Regions from separate parts of the Mus musculus genome. Here region 2 is linked to region 1. Evidence: chromatin contacts called from public Hi-C data. All regions are on one chromosome and are shown on one strand. The core of a region is the stretch at or near the end of the contact, and the rest is flanking DNA. Distances in the headings are between cores, read along the strand shown. Region 1 has its middle 58 kb from the start of Gm29684. Region 2 overlaps Cradd (CASP2 and RIPK1 domain containing adaptor with death domain).

Evidence for each region. A called contact is a pair of places that touch in the nucleus more often than the background predicts.
Region 2: a contact with region 1 is called in a Hi-C map of bone marrow-derived macrophages, with 26 read pairs. The contact joins two enhancer-like sites. A contact is called at or near these places in 20 of 484 Hi-C or Micro-C datasets (bone marrow-derived macrophages, embryonic stem cells, granulosa cells and 2 more), 6 of 115 datasets of contacts at active chromatin or transcription factors (the 230-238 cell line, embryonic stem cells, fibro-adipogenic progenitors and 1 more) and 1 of 9 other capture datasets (embryonic stem cells).

The regions. Positions count from the first base shown.
Region 1 is chr10:95,084,377-95,091,673 of GRCm38.p6, reverse strand. No RefSeq gene overlaps it. Among named protein-coding and RNA genes, the nearest start is that of Gm29684, 58 kb to the left of the region's middle. Within about 2 kb of position 4,788, at least 40 of the 459 cell types and tissues checked have an H3K27ac peak or open chromatin away from gene starts, as enhancers often do. A contact at or near this core is called in bone marrow-derived macrophages, where this site is marked.
Region 2 is chr10:95,287,828-95,295,124 of GRCm38.p6, reverse strand. All of the region lies in intron 2 of Cradd (CASP2 and RIPK1 domain containing adaptor with death domain), which reads left to right. Among named protein-coding and RNA genes, the nearest start is that of Cradd, 32 kb to the left of the region's middle. Within about 2 kb of position 3,799, at least 66 of the 459 cell types and tissues checked have an H3K27ac peak or open chromatin away from gene starts, as enhancers often do. A contact at or near this core is called in bone marrow-derived macrophages, where this site is marked.

The DNA of each region.
Region 1 (7,297 bases), core at 3,539-6,038:
TGTGTGTGTGTGTGTGTGTGTGTGTGAGAGAGAGAGAGAGAGAGAGAGAGAGAGAGAGAGAAGTTAAGGAAGTTGTTGAGTTCATAAAGGTTGTCCTGAAATTGAGACAGAGAGCTAATACAGGCACAAGGGAACGTCTGTAGCAGGCCATGTAAGAAGTCTTGGAAGCATCAGGCCTAAGAGCTGTTCAAGCATAGGTGGTAGATGCCATTTTAAGGGTCTAGGCACATTTGGTGAAAACCAAAATTTAGTTCTTTGATTCTTCTGGTTACTTGTCTGAGGAAGATGGAGTCAAGGAGCCGAGCCCCCTGCTGGATTTGCTGTGAGGGCTTTAATAGAAAACAAGAGAATGATCTGGAAAGCTCTTGGAACTGGCTGGGCCGGAGAGGGGGAGGGGTAGATCCGACAGCCAATCATGGAAATGGGGGAGGAGTCGAACGTTGGTCGTGCTTGTTAGAAATCTACTCAGTGGAAAAGTGAGCTTAGTAGATTTATAACATCTGTCCTAATGCATGGGTATATCTAGAATTCCCATTCTGCCTGAAAGAATGTCCTTGTATGGTGTGAACAGGGCAGGAGGTTACATCTTACTGCGCTGATAGAACCTTCCAGGTAGTCTAGGTCTATTTCATCTAACATCACATTCAGAAATCTTCAGTTAGATCTTAGCTTCCTCTGGGGAACAATGTACTGATCCGCAGGCCTTCAAATGCTCATGTCCTTCTGAAGGTGCTTTCTGCATGCAGCGGGCAAGCTGATATCCCCACCAGCCTCTTGAATGTGATTAACAGGAGCCTGACTTGAAGATAGATAAATTGCTGGCATGCTGACAAGGTCAGGTTTTGACTTTGTCTAATCATCAGAACACTGGGGTTATAAATTTGTAAGATAATAAATAACACCAAGACTGCATCGTTAGCTAAGTCAGCCAGCCAATATTTTTGTAGCAGGGTATGCTGACATAGCTATCTGACTGAGAAGGCATACTGAACTTTTCTCTCAGGCGCATTCTCAAGTACAGGAGCTAGCTCTTTTGCAGTCATCTGTCTGTCTGTCTGTCTGTTAAGAATTTTCCTTCTGTTCTCTCTTTCTTTTTAGACAGGGCCTCGCTATGCAGCACCCATGGGCCGGAATCTCACTTTATAGTCCAGACTGGCCGTTAATTCGTTGAGATCTACCTCCCTCTGACTCCCAAATGCTGGGATGGAAAGTGTACAGCATCGTGCTTTGTCACATTTTGAACCTGAATACAACCTTGTTGGGGAAAATCATTATAGCAAGGTGAAAACATTCAAGGTTGGAGATAATACCAAAAGTGTCGACCGACTGGCGAGATGGCTCATCGGCTGAGATCACTGACTGCTCTTCCAGAGGTCCCGAGTTCAGTTCCTAGTAACCACATGGTGGCTCATAGCCATCTGTAATGAAATCTGACGCCCTCTTCTGGTGGGTCTGAAGAAAGCGACAGTGTACTCACATAATTTTTTTTTTCTTAAGTGTTGATGGAATGAATGTGGGGGGGTCCCTGAAAAAAAATCATACCTCATCGGCTGCCTCTCACAGGAGAGAAGTATGTGCTCTGGAGCCCAACACTAGATTTCCATAGAGGCCATACTCTGTCCTAAGCAGGGATCGAGCCCAGTAAGAATGAGACAGCCTATCCTAGGAGACAGAGGACTCCTCTGATGTCTGCCTTTGGCCTGAGACTTCCCATCAGTCTTGGCAAACCTCTGCTGGATTGTACAGTAGTCTATAATGCTCCTGTCTGGTGTTTCTCCCCGATTGGCTTCTTGGGGTTGCGGTTTGACTGTGCTTACTTATTAAAGTTTGCCCTGGCATCTGTTTTTCAAATGCCCCAGATGAGCACCATGAACAAGCCCTGCTGAAATCCCAACACAACAGAGAAGTAGACTCAAGGTGGGGTTCTAGAAAACCAGAGAGCTGATAGTTACCCAGGCATGATCAGTGAAGGAGTGGGATGCAGGGTTTCCCCACGTTAGACAAGGAGCAACAGCAGGGAGCATTTTCTGGAATCTAGAGGCTTGGGGAATGGATTGCTTTATAGGAGTTAGAGAGTTTCCATAAGGATTGTAGTGAAGTGGAAACGTAAGAGTTCTTCGGAAAGTCGGTTGGATGGTGTTTTGCTGGGGCAAACATGTGAAGGAATGTTTAGCTGAAGTGGACACATGAAAAAGAACGTTCTGCTAAAGCAAGAAGGTGAAAGGACATATGATGAAGGATTCCTCACTAGCAAAGCATGTATTGGTCCACCTTCCTTTGTGTAGTTGAGCTGCATTTGTCAAGACTCCATAGAGAGAAACATGCCGAAAAACTTTGGGTGGTGTGCTGCAGTTTCTTGCCAATTCCAAGGACTTGGGCTGATTGGCAGAGTGGTGTCAGCTGAGACAGACACATGTGCTGAGGCGAGACCTGTGGAGGACACATATTTGCAGGGAGTATAAAAAGGACTCAATGGACAGTGATGGAGGCTGAGCTAGGCTTGCTTATAGAGCTAGCTGTGCAATGCTTGTTGGTCTTGTGTCTCCACTGTCTTCACTGATCTTCACTTTGCTGAGAGAGGCACAGCCAAGAACTTCTGCCATCCCTCCTACTGACTTGTGCCAAGGCTGAGGCCTGGCTGTCTCTGCTAGGTCATGCCACCGCTGCTGATTCCTGTTTGCTAACTCTAACTTTACTGAACTGGTCTGCTGGTGTCTCAGTTAAAGTGCCTGTGAGTGGATCAGGCTGCTGTAGCTAACCTGTGAACAGAACTGTCAATTTCCAGACGACACAGATGGGAGTTGCTCCAAAGAACCCCTCTAAACAGGTCCACTGCCTTTGTATCCTTTCTTTTCCACTGCCTATGGTGGGTTGGTGGGTTGAAAGGGAGGTTAAAGCATTTAATAACCATCATTAAAAATAGACTTTGAAAAAATTAGAGTTATACGGTAACCATAGGCAGGTTCCCAGGTAACAGGAACTCAGCACTCTAAATTCACTAGTCTGCCCCCACCCAATCCGAAGCTTACTGGTGTTGAACTCAATTGGAAACCGAGGGGTTTGTGGGCATGTTGAAAGCTCGTGTGTGTCCCACACAGGGAGGATGAGAGTGGCAGGACTGAGAGGAGATGTCTCCAGACAAAAGCCAGAAACCAGCTTTGGTGTGGTGGCAGCGAGCCTTCTGCCTAGGTTTGCCAGAAGCAACAATCCTAAAAGAAAATAGCAAGTCAGCAAACCAACGAGCAGTTTCCTTCCAAGGATCTGCTGCTTCAGGGCCGAAGCGCGTCTGTCAGCCATGGTTACACTGAGCCCTCTGCATCTCTTAGCCTCAAACTCCCCCAAGTGGCAGCTTCATCCTCCAGCTAGTCCACCTGATCCCTTCTGAGTGCTGTACTCGGCGTAGTCAGAGACAGGACAGCCATCTGTCCTGTCAGGCTTCACGCAGGAGGGAGAAAACCTCTCCAGAACATCTCGGAAGATTCTTATTAACAGCCATGGTTGTGAGAAGAGAATGCTGAACAAGCCCTGGGTTCTGCTGGAAAGGGAGGAGCCTGCTACACATTCCCCCCTTTCTTTCTTGGCGGAATCTTTTTATGAAGTCCAGGCTGGCTCTGAGTGTACCCTGCCTTCTCTGTGCTGGTTTAGAGGCATATGCACCCTACCCCACCCACTTCATTTAACTTCAAACTACAAACTGAGTTAGCTCCCTGATGCATACGTCGGATTACTACATCATTCTTCTCTTCGTAGAACCCTGCCACCCTGGCATACAGTCAGTACCATTGTTCTGGAACCCCAGTGAGACACCCCAGTCTCCCTCCTCTGCCGACTCCCTATCTGTCTTTATAATACACAGTCACGCCCTTCCCACGGCCGTTCACTTTGTGGGTTCTTTCATGACCTTGGTATGGAGAGCCCTGCATCATTGGCCTTCCTCAGCTTGTTGTAGGAAATACCACATGCATGTGACATCCCGGGAGCCTTCCCATGGCCTGCTGTGTGCTCCATGACAGCTTGTGTTTGTCTGTAGGGCTTCTGTGAATCCCAATAACCTGTCTTCTAAATAGTCTCTCCTGGTTTCTAGGATGGAAGGAGGAGCCTGTACTTATTGAAGGCATGGCTGGAAGCCTGGGTCAGCACTCAGCTTCTAGCAATCAGGCAGCCTGGGATGGACTCTTCTTGGCTTTGTTGTTGTTTTCTAGTGACCCTAGGCAAGTTATTTAACTCCCCTGCGTATCTGTGTCCCCACGCGTCAGTAGGAACCTAATATTAACAACCTAATGGGATTTATGATGAACGTCAAGCAAGGTGACTTATGTAAAGTACTTAGCAGAGCGCCTGGTACAGGGTCATTGCACAGTGAGTATTTGCAGACTGAATGGTGATGAGATAAAATATGTTTAAACAGAACTGAGTCTTTTCCACTATTCTGGAGTGCCACATTATGCCCTAATATACTTGCCCGGATAGAGGTCTGTCAAGGCCAATCTTTTCTATGTGACTGGGAAGGGGAAAAACGTAGCTGTCTGCTGATCTCCTAGCACCGTTACCAACTGTGATGCTGCTCAGATCTGCCACTACAGATTGAGCCTCTCAACTGTGCCAGCAATTAACCAATACTTACTAAGCAGAAAGGCAGGTTTGAGAGCAAGGGACTCGCTTCCTGCCACACACACTTCAGTCTCATCCATTAGTCAGCATATAAACAGCAAATACATTAGCCTTCAAAAGAACCTCGGAGGATGGGTGGCACTTACTCAAGAGGAACAGGAAGAAAGAAAGATTACCCAGATAATGGGAAGAAAAGAGAAGTGGGAGCTCAATCAATAGAGGAGGGCAGTGTGGGCACATCGGTGAGTGGCAGCAGAGTCTTGCAAGAAGAAAGTCTTGGATAGCTTCCTTAAAAAAAAAAAAAAAAGGTGAACTACCTTAAATTAATGTTTTGTCACAGAAGTATAGAACCAGGAAGGAATTTTAAATCCTCTTGTTTGAAGAAACTGGAGCTCAGAAAGGGAGTTTTGACCAAAGTCACCTCATTGGTCGACACCCCCAGATTTCTCTTGCCTTAGGCTGTACATTTCCTTTACTAAAGCGGCTCTTGAAGAGTTTAGACTATTCGGCTTCTTAAAGCGACACTGAGGTAGCTTATTAGGAAAGTTTCGTCATGGGTGGGGAGGAGAGAGAATAATGGGTGTGGAGAACAGGGACTGAGAAGGGAGGAGGTCGCTGGGAGGAAAGTCGTCAGCCTCTTCTAATGCTCCCTTCCTTCTGTAGAGAGCCTAAGCCATATATTCATACTGAAGGGTGAATGACGCCAAGCCATTCTCAAATGGTGTCTGCTAGGAAGGGTGTGTGGTCATAAGGACAAGCTTATGAAGACCTCTCTCTAATCCCATCTGCCTCAGTGTCATGCCATAACTTCAGGAAAACTCCCCTACCAAGGGAACCACCCAGAACATTCTAAAGGGACGATTCTTAAGATATTTGGGGACAGGTGCCACACCATGACCCTCGTCTCATGCCTCAGTTATTCAGGCTAAACATAATTCATTCTTTCTGCTGCTCCCACCCAGTTTACCCTTGTTGTCCTGCTCCGGATGAGTGGCCATCTGTCCCTGTCTATTTCAAAGAACCATGAATGGTACATTTAAGACCAGTTGTGCAGGAAGCTTGGGACAGTCCCCTCCCACTCACCCACCCCCATGGTTCACGGGAAGTTTCTATTAACAGAGTCTGAGTAACAGGGCCTCTTCCGAAGCTCATAGGCAAGCAGCTACCAATGGACACTGAGCTGCACAGAAGTTTGCGCTGAAGAGGGCTTCGCCCAGTCATCAACCCACACATCCAGTTACACTGGAGAAGAACAGACAAATATGGGAGAAAGCATAGCAGTTGCTGTCACATTCCAAGCCAGCTCCCCACGCATGCTCATAAGGATACTTCCCTTCTCCCAGATCTGAAACCACAGAGTCCTGTCTGAATATCCTTTCTTTCATACTTATACCATTGTGTTGCTTTTATTCTTTCTATCAAATCCATCCCTTCCCATTTCCTCCTGTTTCCACACTCACTACCATCTGAAGAGTTGCTCACATTGATGTCTTCCTTCGGCTGCTTTACAGGGTGGATCCAGAACTCTGCATTGGCCTTAAACATACCTTTCTGTCGCCCATTTGGGGTTGGGCTAGGGATGTAATCCGTGTTCTGACTGTGTTGCTCCTCAGGAGAAAGAAGGAACTTCCAATTCTACCTTCGTGACCTTTTATTTCCACTGGCTTCAGCTCGGTCCTGCTGTCTGTCACTTCTCCACTGTTTGCATCGCATCCTGTATCTATAAGACTATATTTTTGACATTTAAGAAAAATGTAAGCATCTTTTTTTCCCCTGATATTTTTTTTGGTTTTGTTGGCTGCTGCTGCTGCTTCTTCTTCTTCTTCTTCTTCTGTTTCTTCTTCTTCTTCCTCCTCCTCTTCCTCCTCCTCCTCCTCCTCCTCCTCCTCCTCTTCTTCTTCTTCTTCTTCTTCTTCTTCTTCTTCTTCTTCTTCTTCTTCTTCTTCTTCCTCTTCCTCTTCTTCTTCCTCTTCTTCTTCCTCCTCTTCTTCCTCCTCTTCTTCCTCCTCTTCTTCCTCCTCTTCTTCCTCCTCTTCTTCCTCCTCTTCTTCCTCCTCTTCTTCCTCCTCTTCTTCCTCCTCTTCTTCCTCCTCCTCCTCCTCCTCCTCCTCCTCCTCCTCCTCCTCCTCCTTCTTCTTCTTCTTCTTCTTCTTCTTCTTCTTCATAAGGTCTCCTGTTGTCCAGGCTGCCTTAAAACTTAGGCTTATTCTCCTGCCTCTACTTACCTAATACTGTAAACAGGTCTGCACCACCATCATGCCCAGTTTAGAGAATCTGGGAAGCAAACCCAGGGGGTCTGAACACGTAGGCAGGTCTACTCTGCCAATCGAGCTATATCCACAGCCCCCTATAAAAGACTTTCACTTATTTCTTTGAAACATCACGTCTGCCTCTAATCCATTCCACACAGAGCCTAACTGGTCCCTTTAAAAATAATAATTTCATTTTCAGAGACTCTCTTTCCTAAAAATCTCTAGATATCAAAGCATTCATTTCATCAGGGACGATGAAGTCATCTTAACTTACTCAAAGCTGATCTTCCTAATTGATCAAGACATTCTTTTCTTCTCTACTTACTAGAAGAGTCATTAGAATCCTTCTCCTGCCCTTACCACCAACTTCCCGAGACTGGCTTGGGAAGGTCTTCTTCAGCCTGCAAAAATTACTTGTAAGGGTTGGGCTTTGA
Region 2 (7,297 bases), core at 2,550-5,049, 200 kb before region 1:
CTGAATCTGCCATTTTTATGAATGATCAGGAGGAGGCACTTTTGCGGATTACAGCCAGTAGCAATGTGGCATGGTGAATATTTCTGCTCCCTTGTCTTGTTTCAGTATACTGGGCAGCACTTTGTCCCCCAATTTGGTTATTAAAGCCACTATTAAATATAGCTCCTATGTCACAGATTAGAAATTCAGGAGAAGTTAGCACACGTCACTGTGTATTAGTTGAAGCAACAGGCCTGAAAGATGCACTTCTAAGATGGCTTCTTTCTCAGTGCCTGCAATAGCTGACAGCTGGGGTCCTCCTGGCTGGGCGCTTGCCTGGGTCTCTATCAATGCTACACTTCCTCACAGCGTGGAAACTGACTTCCTCAGAAGTTGAGGGAAGAATTTCAGGGTCCCAGGTTTCTTTGAAAGTACTACCAGGCATAGTGTGCAAGCATCACCTCTGTACAACCCTCAGAACACGAGTCCTCTGGCATGTTATGGTCAAGGATGTCACTAAGATCAGCCAAGGTTCAGGGCCAAGTGAGGGCAGAGATGGAGGTATCTCCATCTTTCAAAGGAGAACAAAGAAAGGATTTCAGGCCACCATCAACCCCATCAGAAAAGTATTTACCAAGTAACAATTTATAAGTACCCCCACCCCTGCTCCTGAAGCACAGCAGGCTAATGGTGTGGTGATCCAGTGGCCAGTCTGTGTACCAGGACCCTTCCAAGTGCTGGAGTGCTCACTCACACAAAAATAATCTGCTGCAGCACATCCTTGTCACATGATGAAGAGCCTGACTAATGTCAACATATCTAGAAAGCTGTCAGTCTTCTCTGAGTCCTGGTACCAACTAGTTTGTCATGAGAGAACAAACCATATATCCTCCAGCTGGAAGGGGCACTAAGAGATCACACCGTCACAATGATCACCTTCCAGAAAGATTTATTGAGTATCTTTTAGGTGCCAGACCCCGTGTACACAGAGAAGAACGTGCCAGACTCTCGCCCTTGAGACAGGGTTGCAGAAATAGAGGAAATGTATAAGAGATGACTAGGAGGCCAGGGGATTTCAGCTGACGGGCAAACGCCAGAGTGAGGGGTCTTCATGGATGCCGGTATCACACAATCATGAATGACAGCAGGGAGAGGCAGTTAGCAGGTGGTTGTTTATCTCATTGAAAATAAATTCCAAAGGGCTAGTCATTGCCTACAAGTTCCTCTGAAATATGATTCCTTGACTCCCCTCTAATCCCGTTGCTTCCTGACTTAAATCCGGTGTTGCTATAACAAAATACTTTAGGTCAGATACTTTATAAAGCCAGAAGGGTCTGCTTAGCTTATGGTTCTGTAGGCATAGGCGGACCGTACTGGGACCTTATCAGCTTTGATGAGGGCCCCATGACTTATGTCAGGAGTGCATGCGACAGATTGGGATTCACCTTCTAAAAAGAGTTACTGAGGGATTTCTTGTAACAACGCATCCTTGTGAGAACTCTTCCGGTCTTATAAGACTTGTGTCATTCTTTTCAAGGGCTCTTCTCCCAGGGCCTTTCTGCCTACCCATAGCCTTGGATTTTAGAGATTCCACACTCCAGTAGTTTCTCACTGGAGACCAGGTTTCTGGTACACTAACATGGCGGGGGTTGAGGCAGGTCATAACCAAGTCGCAGCCAAGTGTCTCAGGCCTGATGGCCTTAGTCCAAGGCTTGTGGTGGATGGAAAGAGTCGACTCCACAAGTTGTTCCTTTCTCTCCGCATGACATGCTCAGACCCTCAAACAAACGAAGTAAATAAATAAATGAATACTTAATATTTAAAAGTATTGGTTAACCGTGTGGCAGAACCTTAAAATGGTAGAAAAGAAAACCATAAACCGGATAGTTTGCCAACAGTGGCTTATTTATCACCATTCTAGAAGCCAGGAAGTCCTTGCATACCAGACTGGACATCTGGTGCAGGCCATGCCCTGTTCATAGGTGGCACTTACTGGCCTGTGGAGACTCTTGCATGTCTACGCATGTTACACATACACAAACACACACACACACCACCACCACCAACAATAACAACAGCAAATAATAATATAATACAAATCTTTAAAAGAAAGGTACACACAGAGGGCCAAGAGTCAGAGGAGCAAGGTTGTTGTCGTGGTGATCACATAATGCTGACAGACAGTGGAGGGAAGCTGGAAGTGTGCAGTTTCACCATCTGTGTCAGGACTAGCTTCTTTGATTCCATGCTTGTCTCTGTATTCCGTCTCTCACATAGCAGCCAGCGGGACCTTTAAGAAACACCGCCACGGAGGACTACGATAGTGAGTATGGACCATGCTGTTGTCTGTGGGCCGTGCTGCCAGTGAGGGCAATGTCTGGGTCTATGATCCTGCTATAGCCAGGAGCTGTGATGGTGTCTATGGCCCGTGTTAATCCTGAAGGCCATGTGGATGCCCATGGTCGGTGCAGCTACCTGCAGCCATGTTGTTATCCACAGGCCATGCTGCTACTGGACGTTGTGATCATGTCTGTGGTCTGCACTACCACGTGGAAGTCCACGATCTGTGTTCCCGCTGATTGTAAAGGGCACAGGTTACCAATGACTGCAAATTCACAGTTGAGAAAGACTGACATAGAAGGCTTCTAGGACAGCTCCCCTCCCCCAGTAACAGCCTAAACAGGAAGCCATGAAGAGAACTCTTCAATGTGAGATAAGGATGCTGAAGTGTAGCTTTTAAGAATTGATGGCTTCTGGTGGGGGTGCCGGTAGAAAAGAACTTAGATATTTTTAAGGGGCTAGCTACTGGAAGTTTGACCATGCTCCATACTCCAGAGAGCATATGGCAATACAAGTTGGACTTGTTTGTATTTATTTATTTACTTACTGATTTACTTTGTTTGTTTGTTTGTTTGTTTTGTGGGGAGGGTCACAAGGAGAGAGTTGGACCTGGGAAGACTGGGAAGTGAGTGTGATTGGGGTTCATAATGTGAAATTCCCCAATAATCAACAGAAGTATTATGTATATAAAACCACGTAGGTCGGGCTGTACTATTCTCCTGTCCAAAATACAACAACGGGTTTTTGCTGTGTTTGCAATAAACACAGGCTCTCCATTATGTTAGCATCCACACTGCCTCCAGCGTCTCCTTCTACTCTTTCTCCTCTCTGTGATGGAGCCACCTTCTTCTCCTTTCTGTTCCTGGAGCTTGCCAGGTTCACCTCACCAGCCTCCCTGCATCTCCAGGCCCTTGCACTGCAGTTCGCTCCCTGGACCACTCTGGACCTGCAACTCTGTGCAGCTGCCTCTTCCTCCAGGCCTCGGGCCAGATAACCACAGCAGGATGACTGTCTCCGCCTCACTCCACCACCCATCTACTTCTGTGGAGTTACTGACGGTTGGGAGGTACCTTGTAGGTGCTGGAGGCAGAACCCAGGTCCTCTGCAGGACTAGCCAGTGTGTTGTAATTGCCACTGCGCCTCTCCAGCCCCTCTTGTTCTTATCAACGAAGCCCTCAGTTTTCTCTTACGTAAGGCATTGGCGGTACACGGTCAGACTTGTTACCAGAGGATACATTAGGTGCCGTTAAAAAAGAACAGCTGGAACCTGGTGTGCTCTCCATGGTAACTTTGTCAAGATGTCACTTTTTGCTACCCAAATGTCCCTTGATTATATCCACTTTATTGTCCCTCATTTGTAAGTGAAGTGTCTGCTTTTTGAAAGTCCTTTTCATTCTGCCTGTACCGCCAGCATATTGTCATATCCAGCGCACCCTGAAAACCTTGTAGAATCAGGAACTGAAACTCAGCGGTCACAGTGGATAGGCCAGAGACCCGTGAAGGCTGAGGCTGGGAAAGCTGGCTGGACTGTATGAGAGGGTTGACTTGAGTGCACTGGGTTTGGGATTTTAAGTGAGTGTTCTGTCCCAGGACACTGAAAGAATTTGGGGTAATTTACTGTTAATTTCTCTTATGAGATTTTGAAATGTAGCAAACAGGATTATGTGGACAGACAAGTTCAAGTCTGGCTTTTTGAGAGTGAAGAATATGAGTTTTAAATTTAGGTGGCTAATCCCAACATTTGGGAGGGTGAGGCAGGAGGATTGCAAGCTATGTAGTGACCTATTTTTTGTTGTTGTTGTTCACTAAAATGAAGCCAAACCAATAGTCCTGCATTGTGATTTTTCTGTGTATGTAGTTTAGAGTGTCTTTTTAAAACAGTTGTTTGTGGCCAGAAGTGGGGCCAGACTGTAATACCAGCATTGCAAAAGATGGGAGGGTTGCTGTGAGCCTGATCAATGGAGTGAGCCTGTATCAAAAAAAAAAAAAAAAAAAAAAAAGGAGGGTGAGAGAAGGGTGAGGGGAAGGAGGAGGAAGAGGAATAGGAGGAGGAAGAGGAGAAAAGAAGAAGAAGAAGAAGAAGAAGAAGAGGAGGAGGAGGAGGAGGAGGAGGAGGAGGAGGAAGAAGAGGAGGAAGAAGAAGAGGAGGAAGAAGAAGAAGAGGAGGAGGAGCAGCTTAAGATAACTAAATGTTGTTTAGGGGAAAGTGTGACACCCCAAGAGAAAGGAGCTCTGGAGAATTCAATTGGAAATGTTCCAGTCATCACTGATTTTTTTGTAGCAGAATCAGGATGAACTCCAGGCTTCTACAAAGCATCAGTTGCTCGTAACCACTGAGCCAGCTCTCTAACCCATTGCTTATTTACCTGTCGTTGCTGTTGTTTGTTGTGTGTTTGAGACAGGAGCTCACTTTATATCCCTGGCAGGCCCGAAACTCTGGGACTTTTATGCAGATCAAGTTCTGAGGAAGTCTAGAACTTTGGACTTTTTGTGTGGACCATCCATTGAGTCAGTGGCTCAAACACACAGAGCTCTGTCTGCCACCCACGAGTCTTAACTGAACTGCAGAATGTTGCCTGGTCCAGTTTTATTAACTTTAAAATGAGAAAATGGGGCGGGAGCCATTCATGCTTTTGCTCCCTACGTCAATTCCTCACACTGTGTGTGTGTATGTGTGTTCCTTGCTTCAGCCTTTTACCTTTCTAGCTTATCAGCAAAGATGAGCATATTGGTTTTATTTTCAGCTATCTGAAAATGTCATGATCATAACAGTTATTATCTGTCATGAGAGCAACTTCGCGAGAATGTTGCTAAACAAACACAAATGTTATCAGTTGTCAGCAGACATTTGTTGCAGAGGAGACCATATGTGACAAGATGTGTGGGGGGAAAAAGTAAAAGGATCAGCCGTTATCACATAAGAGGCGAGAATCGAGTGAAGTTTAGTCTTAGGAATTCTTGTTATCAAAGAACCTTTATCGAGGATAGCCAGCACCTCAAGATGCAGGCAATGGAAGCTCAGGAAAACTAACACACACAGAGATCTTCTGACTTTGCCTGTGGGAGCTCTGTCGCAGTAATGGATTCTTGCAGCCCTGTGGGCATTTCTTGGATCCTTCATTTGCTTTGGTCTATGGTAAAGAGGTAATTTCACTAAGAGACAACTGTCTACATTAGCTCATTAAAAGGTCTGTACCCGATCAAGAGCCTGGATTTGCAAATGAAATACACACACACACACACCAGTTGATTTTTATGTCTTGACTAGCTCAATGGCTGGACACTTCTAAACTTCTGCCCTTCAGTATTCCTGGCTTAACACCTTCCTGGCTCAAATGTTTTATCTTTGCTGTCCTCTTACCTTCTCGACCCCCCCCCCCCACACACACACATACACCACACACACATAGTTCTGCTTTCCCTTTCTACCTACATTGTTGGATGGTTTCTTGGTTTCTCTTCTGCAGCTCTTCAGTCTCATCCCTCTGCCTCTGAGTCATGACGATTCTCCTCCTCCTCCTCTCTCCCGTGGTCCCTTGGTCCCTTGCCAGATCAGTCTAAAAGTTCTGTCTCTGTCTCCCTGACTAGCCATGGGATGTATGGCAATTCTTTAGTATCAATTGAAGCCAGCCTGGGGCAGGTCTGGAAGGGCAGCTTTAAGACACAGTATTAGAATAAATTCCCAACACAGCACACTCAGCACAGCACAATGCAGCATTGGGGAATCAAATCCAGGGCTTCATGCATGCTATGCACGGATCCTATCAGCTGAGCGGCGTCCTCGGTTCTAGCCGTGAATCTTGCTTTTCTGTTTCCGTGGTTTTATCTTTGCAGAACGCAGCATCATTGGGATCATGTGGTAGGCAGCCCTTTAGATGCCTTCTTCCATGTAGCAATGGTCATTTACTGTGCCTCCTTTCCTCTTTTCATGAGCGACTAGATTCTTTTGGGTGCTGAGTAATATTCCGTTCTCTGGCTAGGCTGTGTTTACTTATCCATGGACTTATGGAGGGATATCTTGGTTGTTTTCAGATTTCAGCAGTTTTAAATAGAGCTTCTGTAAGCACTCATGGCATGCTTTCTTGCGTGATATACAACTTCAGTATAGTAAGTGGATGAATACCAAGAAGTGCTCGTGGTGGCGCACACCTTTAATCCCAGTACTCAGGAGGCAGAGGCAGGCGTATTTCTGAGTTCAAGGCCAGCCTGGTCTACAAAGTGAGTTCCAGGACAGCCAGGGCTATACAGAGAAACCCTGTCTCAAAAAAAAAAAAGTTTCATTTTGTAAGGAACTGTCACACTGTCTTCTAAAGTGGCTTTGCAGATTTGCGTTCCCATCTGCAGTGAATAAGGGCTCTCGTTGCTCTGAGTTCTTGCCAGAAGTTGGCGTTGTCAGGATTTTGGGTTTTGGCCAGTGTGATAGGTACAGAGTGGGATCTCACTGTGATTTAATCTGCAGCTCCCTCGTGATTTAAAATGCTTGTCACATTTCACCTGCCCACCTGCCATCTGTGTATTTTCTTTAATGATCTCTCTCTCTCTCTCTCTCTCTCTCTCTCTCTCTCTCTCTCTCTCTCTCTCTCTCTCCCCCTCCCTCCCTCCCTCCCTCCCTCCCTCTCTCCCTCCCTCCCTCCCTCCCCCTCTCTCTCCCTTCCTCCTTTCCCCCCTCCCTCTCCTTCTCCCCCACCCCCCCATCATTGCTGAGTTCTTTGTATACTTTGAATAACAGTCTTTGGTCAGGTATGTCTTTCACAAATATTTCCTTTATCCTCTGGCTTCTCTCCTGTTCTCTTGAAATTTTTACTGCAGAGGAGAGTTTTCTTTTATGGGTCCCCGTCAGATGTACCCCCAAATCATCACCATACCTACGGCCACCTAGATTATCTCTCCTTTTATGTATCATTTCTCACGAGACGAGGAACTGAATCTAGGGCCTCACACGCACTAGTCAAGTGCCTCACCACTGAGAGACGTCCTA